Linked DNA regions of Hordeum vulgare: region 1 is linked to region 2. A link is a contact called in public Hi-C data. All regions are on one chromosome and are shown on one strand. Each heading gives the region's core, a stretch centred on a gene start, on an enhancer-like site or on the middle of the called end of the contact. The rest is flanking DNA. Distances are from core to core; before and after follow the strand shown.

What was found. Hi-C and Micro-C count contacts between places; a contact is called where the count stands out from the background.
Region 1: a contact with region 2 is called in a Hi-C map of seedling, with 2.0 times the contacts expected there. The contact joins the promoter of LOC123427669 here to the promoter of LOC123427667 in region 2. A contact is called at or near these places in 2 of 6 Hi-C or Micro-C datasets (leaf and seedling).

The regions. Positions count from the first base shown.
Region 1 is chr2H:604,440,645-604,443,344 of MorexV3_pseudomolecules_assembly, forward strand. LOC123427669 (galacturonokinase) reads left to right here and starts at 1,319. Exons shown (of 14, transcript XM_045111763.1): 1 at 1,319-1,518; 2 at 2,325-2,438. The coding sequence starts at 1,465.
Region 2 is chr2H:604,218,327-604,221,026 of MorexV3_pseudomolecules_assembly, forward strand. It overlaps LOC123427667 (nuclear pore complex protein NUP88), which reads right to left and starts at 1,409. Exons shown (of 9, transcript XM_045111762.1): 1 at 906-1,409. The coding sequence starts at 1,322.

The DNA.
Region 1 (2,700 bases), core at 69-2,568, 220 kb after region 2:
ATGAGCGTGGCTGAACACGCAGTTGCCTGGGGAGCGACAGGTGATTTCTGTAGCGAGGAGTTTCGAGGCTTGATATATTGACTGGTGTTAATTTATATAGTCATGGATCGGGTCGTGATGCTTCGGGGCTCCTGGAGAGTCCTTGTCCGAAACTGGTCAAGCGAGGCGAGATCATGCGGAGAACGACGTTCGTTTTTAATTATTATTAGGTGCGCTTGGGTCGTTCATGAACAAAACGGTTTTGAACTGCGGGTTGAATAACAAAAATTACAGGGGCTTTTTTATAAAAATATCGTGGTGGATTTTCCGACGAAAGCAATATCCTCTTTATTATAGAGGTATATCTCCCCTAATAATAAAGCACGCACTGCTTCTGGCGTCCGTTGTGGCATTTTGCAAAAACACCCCTGTAGTTTCATCTAATTAACCCGCGGTACGTTTTTAAGTGAGGCTGAACCGTTTTTTCACATTTTACACAAAACCCCCTTACTTTCGTGCTAAATAACCCGCAGTCCAAATTATATTCAGAACGAATCGTTTTTTAAATTTTTTACATACATCCCTCACATATGCGTTAATAACCTCGAAGTCCATTCAGAATAAATATGTATTTTTAAATAACAATATCTTTTAAACCGTAAATCCAATTTAAACATGTTATATATGAAACTTGATTAGAAAAATGTGTAGAGTTTGAATATGTTGTTATTTTACATATTAAATATTAAAAAAAAAATACTATTTAGGATACAATGCTAATTAATATTTGTCTTTATTTCGTACCGACTATTTGTATTGTAACATGTTAACTTAAGCATCTAAATGTTATAATCTTTGGACATGATATTCTTTGTACATATTTTATAATCTAAGACCTTACGTACGTGCTTTTTTTATTTTTCTTCCGTTGCAACGCACGGGCATTTGTGCTAGTATATATATAAGGTATATATTATTATTTTTATGTCTCTTGTATCGTCGTAATCAGAGATAAATATATTAAAAGTTTTTAAAAAAATAATGACAGTACAACTTCTTTCCGTACCCTCAGGAAAGAAAAATAGTGTAACATATTTTGGTGCGCCCGCAACGCGGATCACTGTCGTTCGTTCAGAAAATCGCAGCGGTTGGACGTAGTTGTCACAGATGCGCGCACGATCCATCCGGCCGTCCGCGCGGACTTGAACGGCGGCGATCCCGTGATCAACAACCAACAAATCGCCATCACCCTAGTACACCCACCTTGGCCTGACTGACAGCGCGACGGCGGGGCCAAGCCAGAGATTATTAAACAACTCACGCGCGCTCGACCGAAGGCGGAAAGAAACAAACGCGCACACGCCACCTCACGCCGCCCCGCGCACACTGCGGCCGCGCCACTCGCATACGGCCACCACCACCACCTGCGGCGAGCGGCGAGCGGCGAGCGGCTAGGTCAGCGGCGGCGGCGGCGGCGGCGGAGGAATGGTGGCGCCGGCTGGAGGAGGGTCGCCGTCGCGGTGGCCGTCGGAGGAGGAGGTAAGGAAAGGCCCCCACCCCCACCCCCACCCGCATTGCCTGGACGATCGATCGCTGTGGCCGTCGCGGCTGCCGCATGTCGCCTGTCGGCGCTCTCGATCTCGCGGCCCCGTAAACTTCGGGATGTTTGGGGATTTGCCTAGGGTTCAAGCCTCGATCCGCGCTTCCCCATTTGCTTGGTCGTGAGTAGCCGCCTGAACTCTGAACCCGTACGCTACCTGCTAGGCTAGCTAATCGGCCCCGTTTAATTTCCTTTGCATTTCTCTAGCGCGGGCGTCGAAAACGAACTTTTACTGTTAGTAGAAGAAATTCCCCCAACGGATGTATGCGGTCGATGCTAGTGGTACACCGATGATTGATTGCTCGGAATTAATGTGGTGCCGACATAATTTGCAGAGTGGTGGTTATTTCTGAATTAATGCACTTTTTTGGGGGATAAAGTAGTGTCGTGTTGGTGCTTTGCCGAAGACATGTGGGGGAGGGAACGCACGGATCTGCACCTGTTTTTTCGGCTACGCGATAACTTGCTGATGTGGATGGCTCCAGTAGGACCACGATCTGCTGTACTTTTCGAACGCCTGGAGATTTTAGAGCTTCCTACCGGCTCAAAGTTTGGTATAACTAATCGGATGAACGAAATCAAATTGATTCAGTGGCAACTGCATGACATGGAATCCATTCAACTTATGCAATTATATATATTGGTTATGAAATTACATGTTAGAGCAGGCTGCTAACTTAAGTTCATCTTATGAATGCGTATCAGCCTCGGGTTTATCTTATTATTGATGTTTCTGGTGGTGCAGCTCGATATTGTGCGGAAGAATGTGGTTGAGATTAGCGGACGAGATGCGAGAGAGGTTAGGGTGGTTGCTTGCCCCTACAGGATTTGTCCTCTGGGGGCCCACATTGATCATCAGGTAACTGTAATTACTTGATAGCGTTAAATCATGCTTATACTTACTGTTGATATGCAATATATCTTACTGCAGCATTGGAGTATATGTTATTGAATGCTAGAATTCAGATGTACATTCAGCATGCCTTGGTATCCAGTATCCACGCAGCTTCGATTGTATACTGCAGCTACATGACTAGAAAATTGTTGGATAAAATGTGTGGACCAAGTGGTACCAGCAACGTTGATCGCCCTTGATGTTTTTTAGGATAATAATTGGCTCA
Region 2 (2,700 bases), core at 159-2,658:
ATGAAGGCATTTCATGACAAAAAGTGAGATCAAAAGAAGCAAATAATGCTGCAAAAGGAACCAGTTAGGTAGGTATAAAATAGGCCTTATTTTTGGCATATGAATACACACATTCCAGAAAAAGCTATTATATCACTATGCCAGGAATGGAAATTTCCCCACTATGAGGAAAGAATCAATGAATTTCTTTTGCAGCCTTAGTTCACATGCAAATAAGAAATGTACAATTATGCCTCAGCCTCCCCCATGTATGTTCTCGTCAAATCTCTAAAACGTGAAAATGCACAACTTAGGTGGTGCATTTTCATGCCTAGAAACATGGAAGCTGATATAGTATACCATTTGATGCCTAAAGTTATTTTACATAGTTATATTACTATATACTACTGTACTACATAAGAAATGAGCTCAGAGAAACTTTAATGTTATCGAACTGTTTAAAACCCAATCTCCTTACAAATATAGGGGAAGGTAGACCCATCTTCTTTCCCACCCAGTGCCCATCGCACATCATAATATCGACTTCACATTTGTAAAAATTAGAGGATATGACGCACTATATTTCCTACATCACAGTACAAACCTCTTGGAAAGGATGTACCTGGAGTAGCAAACAGTACTACCTGAGTTAACACACGACCCGACACTAAGAAATCCAAATGCTCCACACACAATGTCCAGTTGCACAACATCACACAGAGAAGTTTCTCCCCATTTTTGTTCACACACAGGACAGAGGTACTAGCGAATTGCAAATTCCCATAATCACCAATTTAGATTCTCACATGTATGCCTCTGACGGTCTGACCTAGTGACTAGAGGACGGGGGGAACGTTTGCCTATCCCTAGCATTTCACAGGGCCTTTGCTAGTACTAAAAAGCAGCCAGGGGGGAATTCACTTCACCTCGGAAGGCACGGCGGCTTCGACGGCGACCTCCTCCCCGTCCCTCTCCGCCTCGGCGTCGCGAATCCGCACGGACACCCGGTGGGCGCCGCGCGCCGAAGGGTCCCAGACGTACAGCCTCGACCCGGCGGCATCCCACGCGGCACCGCCGCCGCCCAGGGCACCGCGGAGCGCGAAGGCGGGGTGGGAGGAGACGGGGACCCACTGCGCCGGCGAGTAGGTCCTCTTGGGCGAGGGCCGGGGCCTGGGCCTCGAGGAGGTGGCGGAAGTGGAGGCGGAGGAGGGGGTGAGCGCGAGGGACGGGGACGGGGAGGGGCGGCGGCGGGAGGACGGGGTCGCCGGGGCCGGGGAGCGGCGGGCGGGAGGCGGGGAGTCCGGGGGCGAGGGCGACAGCTCCGGCGCCGTGATGCGAGTCATCGCCGACGAGGTTGCGCTTCGCTGCTGTCGGAGAGGGCGGAGCGGTCGTGGGGTTTGAGGTTTGCGGGAGGGAGAGGGGAGTGGGCGTCTTGTTGGGCTTTTAGGGGGCCTCCCTGTATAGGCTTCGGGAGCACACGGGCTCTTTCCGATGTGAGCGGCTCAAAAAACAAATGTGGATGCAATCCTCAAAAAAAAAAGGCTATGTGGATGCTGTTTTTTTACGATAACAATATGGAACCTTGTGTTGCTGATAACAGTATATTCTAAATTTGCCTAAAAAAATGCCTTCTAAAAAAAGAAATATCCCACAGGCTGGCCGACCTAATGCTCACGATGGTCCAACACGCATCGTTGAATCGTGATGAATCAAACGCCACACAAACAACCCAAGCGTTAGACGAGTGTCCGGTCCTTTTCCATGCCAGTGTCTATCTTCACTTTCTTCATATCCCTTTCTCAACACTCGTTGCTCCGTTCCTCGCCTTTGGGCCTCCGAGGTTTGCTGAAATTCGGTTGGGATGTCGGGCTGACCATCGCCGTTGACAGCCTCCGGCCCGCGAGTGGACCTACTCCAAGCCCTTTCCACCCATCTCCAACGACAATCCATCTCCCTGTCATTCAGATATGAAACAACGGCCATGGCCACCACCACTTTGGTTTTGCAACAATGTTGTGGCCAGTGGTTGCCAGGGCTGCTGTGAGTTGCACTCCGTATGAAGGCACACAGTGATGTGACATGGGGGGTCCCCCGTGTGCAGGAACCATCATCGATGAGAGTTGCATCCGGGCGATGGTGGATGTGCTGGAGCCGTTCATGGGGTGAGCTACAACCGGCAAGGTAAAGATTCTATAGGTGCCAGGACCAACCGATTGGGAAGCTACAACCAGCACACGGCAATATTGGAACCAGTATTCCTTGATGCTGTAACCCGATGCGCCCTCGCCCCGCGACACATTTTTTTTTCTAGAACCAACATTTGTTTGGGCTGGAACAGGCTTATTTTTGCTACAATCGGCCCAATGTATTTGTTTCTAAGATTAATTTTGCTTGAACCAATGTATTTTTTTGCTGGAGCTATGGCTATTTTGTTTGGTGCAATGACTACCTTAATTTTTTTGCTGCTGAGATTTTTACTTGAACCATCACTAAGTTTACTGAACCGATTGATCTTTTTTGCTGGAACATGCTATTTTGTTCGGTACAATCGACTACCTTAACATTTTGCTCTTGAGATTTTTGCTCGAAGCGCCACTAAGTTTGCTGGAATCGGCTTTTTTTTTTGCTCCAACCAAATATGAATTTTTTTTGTTTTAGATTTTTGTTAGCTGGACATGGTGAATAGGTGAGGGTGTTATGAGCAGCGTCGGGGGAGCAACG